2 separate regions of the Mus musculus genome follow, and region 2 is linked to region 1. The links are chromatin contacts, called in public Hi-C maps. All regions are on one chromosome and are shown on one strand. The core of a region is the stretch at or near the end of the contact, and the rest is flanking DNA. Distances in the headings are between cores, read along the strand shown. Region 1 overlaps Junos (a long non-coding RNA gene). Region 2 overlaps Fggy (FGGY carbohydrate kinase domain containing).

What was found. A called contact is a pair of places that touch in the nucleus more often than the background predicts.
Region 2: a Hi-C map of muscle stem cells shows a contact between it and region 1, with 2.5 times the contacts expected there. The contact joins two enhancer-like sites. A contact is called at or near these places in 1 of 15 datasets of contacts at CTCF or cohesin (the NIH/3T3 cell line), 2 of 484 Hi-C or Micro-C datasets (bone marrow-derived macrophages and muscle stem cells), 2 of 115 datasets of contacts at active chromatin or transcription factors (both in embryonic stem cells) and 1 of 9 other capture datasets (embryonic stem cells).

What each region holds. Positions count from the first base shown.
Region 1 is chr4:95,081,322-95,084,021 of GRCm38.p6, reverse strand. All of the region lies in intron 1 of Junos (a long non-coding RNA gene), which reads right to left. Among named protein-coding and RNA genes, the nearest start is that of Junos, 30 kb to the right of the region's middle. Within about 2 kb of position 1,426, at least 142 of the 459 cell types and tissues checked have an H3K27ac peak or open chromatin away from gene starts, as enhancers often do. A contact at or near this core is called in the NIH/3T3 cell line and muscle stem cells, where this site is marked.
Region 2 is chr4:95,732,253-95,734,952 of GRCm38.p6, reverse strand. All of the region lies in intron 6 of Fggy (FGGY carbohydrate kinase domain containing), which reads right to left. Among named protein-coding and RNA genes, the nearest start is that of Fggy, 180 kb to the right of the region's middle. Within about 2 kb of position 1,397, at least 81 of the 459 cell types and tissues checked have an H3K27ac peak or open chromatin away from gene starts, as enhancers often do. A contact at or near this core is called in the NIH/3T3 cell line and muscle stem cells, where this site is marked.

The DNA of each region.
Region 1 (2,700 bases), core at 177-2,676:
ACTCCAACAAGACTCTGCCTCCTCAAGATTCCATGCCCTTTCCAAACAGCACCACCAAACAGCTGGAAAACAAGTGCCAACCCAGGAGCCAAGAAGGGGCACAGCTCTTTAAATCACAGTAGCGGCAATGGCCATGGACTCCAAGAGGATGCTCACAACAGTCTGTACATGCTCACTGATGCCCACAACAAACCTGCGAAGAAGACAAGCAGACACTTTTAACTTTGTTTGTTTGTTTGTCTGTTTGTTTGTTTGTTTGTTTTGTTTGTTTGTTTTTGAAAAATAGGTATTTAGGATTCAAAAAGATCAATCCTTCTGAGGTCATAAAGGTAGTAGACAGTTGAAGTAGAAGCAAGCCAAGATCTTTGCTCTGTCCTGACCCTCTATTCTTTAGACTACAGTGACTCCAAGCTGATTTTGGAATCCTAGACATAAGTCACTGCGCTGCTCACCAGCTTGAACGACCAGCTTGCCACCCTGGGAATTTCCTCCGGGTAAACACGTGCTTGGAGACACTAGAGAGTAAACACACAATCCCTGCCCTCATGAGGCCCACAGACTTGTCATGCAATGCACAAGACAAATCCTGTCTGCCATGAGCACTACATCAGAATTAAAGTAATTAATAGGGACATTAAGCACCCTTCATTGAGCATGTACTATGCATCAGGTTCTGTCCTGAACACTTTGCTAGGCAGTGAGTAGCATGAAACACCACCTGCTTAGCTCACAGCCAGAGTTTAAGGACTGGCAGTCATTTTGACGATAGTTTTAAAAATAAAACCAGGGGTTCTTACCTACAGAACAAGGAAAGAACATTTTACATTGAAACAACGTGGAATAATATTTTGGAGAAGCAACTAATCCCCTGAGAAGTGAGACTAGTGGGGGAGGGGTTGATGAAGCAAGTAATCACTACAATGGGGACATCCCTACCATCTCGGGAAGCACTTGAGAAGACCTGGGTATGAGCAGCACTAGGGGAAGGAGAGGAGACATTATTTTAGGACAGGCAGAGACTGGCTACAAAGGGATGGCCTACAGCTGGAAAGCCCAGAGAGGCTAAGCTCTCCCCAGGCTTGACCTGGCTCCAAGGGGAGGCACAGATGGCCAAGGCTATTTGTTTGTACATTACATTTTTCCTGAACAGATTCCAAATCCTAGTTTCCAAAGAAAGGAGAAAACAGACTTATTGGGCCAAAGGCTTTCCCTGAGAAATGTCCTTGTGGCTATGTGCCAGCATAGGATTCCCCCCACAGCCCAGAGCAGCAGACGGCAGGCTGGAGCCTTCCCCAAACCTTTCAATAAGGCAGGGATTAGAAGTTATTCCCTGGGAGATTTTCAAGAGTCATGTGCCCAGCAGCTCTGCCCTAGTATTTAGGCCCACCCAACTTTGGCATGTATCCTGGTGACGTTTCAGTCCCTCCCAGGCCCGCCCTCCCCTTTCCTGTTTGGCATGGCCCAATGCTTCCTGCCAGGCCATACCTCCTCTGAGTGTTCCCTGAGAGTGGTGTTCCCAACCTCTGACCCCCAAAGCTCAGTAGGTTGTAACTATGACTTCAGTGCTGGACAGAGCCATGGACATGATTTTGCTAGTAGCCATTCTACCGCCCTGTTATGGTGTTGCCCACTACACAGGCTCATGCCCCAGCACTCCCTGCACACCCCCTGTCTATCATAAACCAAGGACAAGCAGGGAGGAACAGCCCTGGGTGTTAATGGTAAAAGGAGCTAGGGGCATCTTTTGCTGCAAACTTTGAAAAATACAATTCAGTGGGTCAGTCTGTTTTTAAATCACACTCAGGGAACTCTGCAGTGCCGCAGAAAGTGGGGTTGGGGGAAAAAGACATTTTTTTTCCTGACATTTTGTTAGGAAAGAACAAGGGTATCTAAGTCGGATGCTTCTGCTCAATTCCTTGATCTTCTTATTATGACACCCCCCCCCTCGTGCAACGCTGAAAGGCTAACCTCTCAGACTATCACACACTCAGGTGTCTGTGGTAAGGCCTCAGCAGGAGAGCACACATTTGGCCTGAGGTGACATGCGAGTTCAACGCTGTCCATTACCTCTCAGGCCGCCCCTTCCTTCCCTGAAATCTGAAGGCAGCCGTGCTGGAGCTCTGGTCTGTTTTACTTCACAGGCTGTTTGTCACATGTGAAGCTGAGTCACCCTGAGTTCCTGCAGCCTCGAGGCCGTGCTCTCCTGAAAAGGATGTGTAGCTGCGCCAGTCCCAGGTTCTGGGTGGACATGCCGTTCTGGGAACCCTGCAAAAGCTGACTGGAGATGTGAGATTGCTCACACAGGCCTGGGCTTCTGTGGCCCTGAGTGCTTTCTTGTGCTAGGGCATTTCTAGTGAGAATGCAGACATATGAGCCTACAGGCCATGGGGAGGAGTGGAAGTACTGCTGAGAAACAGCATGTGTGGCACTCAGCACCCCGGTAGGCACCCAGGGGGACCCCAGTGGTGGTCTAGGGGAGGAGAAATGGACTAATGACCATGAGACAAGGAAGAAGAGAGAACTGTCATAGCCTTCTCTTAGCACTCTGTAAGACAGCTCTCCGCCCTGCTCCTGTTTGGAGAGGCAGGCTTACCTCCACTTCCAGATGAGAAGTGGATGCCTTAGTGAAGTGGTTAGCTGGGGTCACACTAGGTAGCTGTGGTCCCATGTGGCTTTGTCGCCTGCACTCATGTGGCTCAC
Region 2 (2,700 bases), core at 148-2,647, 650 kb before region 1:
TAGTTTTAGAGGTGCTTCTCTTCTGGTTTGGTAAGAAAGGAAGAAAGAAAGAAAGAAAGAAAGAAAGAAAGAAAGAGAGAGAGAGAGAGAGAGAGAGAGAGAGAGAGAGAGAGAGAGAGAGAGAGAGAGAGGGAGGGAGGAGGAGTGGGGAGGGAGGGAGGGAAGGAGGAAGGAGGCAGGCAAGCAAGCAAACTAACAACAAATAAACAAACCATTTCATCTATTCTACAGAATCCTATATAGAAAATACTTGAGGAAGAATTAAGGTATGAATTTGGGAGAAAGACTGAGATAAAATATGGGACAAAGCCAGGATGTAGAATAGTGCTCTTAGGATCTCATATTTGTGATCCTTTTAAAGATTCTAAACATTCAAGTACATGAGCACATGTACTTCTAGAAGTTTCTAGAAAAATAAAAATTAAAAATTAAAAAAAAACCACTTGATTTCTGTAACAGTACAGATAGGATGTGCTGTGAAGTACTCTCCTGAACCATCTATGTCCTTCCAGATCATGACCTCGTGTGTTTGCTTAAAACAAACCAAATTGGCTTAAGTTTAAATAAAAACAAAATGAGAGCAAATTTCCTGCATCTTTTCCAAGTCCTGTTCCTCACGCTAAAGATAGGAGAGAAACCCATGGGCAATTCACCTACACTCTGATCTCTGGCTGTGTTACTTGTTCACCTTCAGATATCAGATGGCCCTGAGGATTCCTGGGCCCCATGAATTCCCATGTGAATGGACATATTTGGCCTGAGTGGTCCAAGCTGGAGCCTACAATTATCGGGTAGCTGCAGTCCCTCTTCACAAGCAGAGCTCCTATTACAACAAACCTTCCCCTACCAGTTTTTCAATTATCTATGACTAATGAGCACTCTGGGAACAGTTTCAGACACACACATAATCCTCTTTCCTGATGTCAGCAGCAGAAATTAATGACTATGTGGATTGCTGGGAGACAGAAGATGCATTATAATGGTCAACAGAACTGTTATCCTCTCCAGGAAGGGGGGGGAGGGTATTGAATTAACTGGAAGGTTCAGTGTTCCTTTGTATTCTGAGAGGGAGATGAAACACAGGGGGAGATCTGGCTCCAGGCCCACGGAAATGTCAGAGAGGTTTGGGCGTGGGTGGCATGCGACCCTGCTTCCTTATGCTTGCTGTGGAATGCTGGTACCAGCTCGGTTGGGCAAGGCTGACAGGCCAACCAGATTATGTCCAAGATTGTGCTAAAGGACACTTTGCCTTGCCAGTTGGAGAGAATGCTGGAATTATTTCAAACTCAAGTTACTTTCAATCTGATTTAAAAGTGGGTAACAAGACTGAGAACATACAATTCTCAATCACTATGCAGTATTCAGAGGCATTTCTTAAGTTTGGCGTTTCACACAGACATGACACATGCTTGAATGGTTCCAGAGAATGGTAAGGCCTATCCTGACTCAGATCACATGGGTAGGTCAGCTCTGAGGATTTTCTAGAAAACTGGGACAACTGATAGAAAATGGCTAAAAGGATTGTAGTAGTCTTGGCTCCTGAATTGGAGTTACACTTGTATTAAATGATTCATCCAAGTAGAGACTTCCTGAGAACCCAAAGCTAGTGTTCTTCTTCCACTCTTTAAGGACAGCATCTGATACACCTCCTAGAAATCATGTCATTGTGACTAGAAACTAAATTCCATTTCCATTACTGATTTCACATCAAATTGTATGATATTCATTATCACTTATTATAGAAACGGTGGGTGAATAGACATCTACTGTGTGCACACACTGTCCCAGAGTAGCACCTAGGTTAAGGATTAAGATAGAGGAGATCTTTCTAGCAGGTACTAGTTCTTTCTAATACCACTTCTGAATTACATCTGTTAGTTAACATGTCTTATAATTACTCCATAGTTTAGACAGTTTGATACACATGGAAGATCCCTGACTTTGTATTCTTACTTGGTATTAATATGCCTTATACTCCATATGCTTTAAATGTACTTTTAAATAACTCTTACATACCATATCCCTATATTTGGTTTTATACATCTCTTCCAGTAGAAAGATAATAGCTCACAGACTTTTCTCTCTACATCTTATTTCTTTCACTCCCAAGTATCTAAAACATACTTTTAAAAGTAATGTTTACTTTAGCAAAATTACACATTTTTGTTTATTTTTTAAGATCATAAGACATAGATCAATCACCTTGAACAAAAAGATTAAAGTTGCACACCTATATGTGCCCACCTTGTACAGAGTTTCAGTAGAAAGTAAACAAAACAGATGAACACTAAATTTGACTCTCAACCCTGGATATTACTGGGGGATAAATTAGTAAATTAGTAAAGAAACTAATATAATCCCACCAGTGATCCACTCTCATTTCTAACTCAGGACAATGACACACATCAAGAGCAATGTACATACCTAGAAAATGGCAGAAGGCATGCTGGCACAAAGACTCTTCCTATGGCAGCAAGAGACTACATATACCAGATTCTTGCAGAATACAGCTCTCAAGTCCTCCCAGCTGGACAAGCTGGTTCAAAGAAATCTAATTAGCAACTAGTTACTGCAGTAGGTCAGTGAGCTGAAGAGCAGTATGAACATCTTGTATTTCAACAACATAATTATTCAAGTCCATGAGCTGTTGGTAACTGTTCTTGGAACATTTCTGTTCGTATAACTTTCCGTCCTAATAAC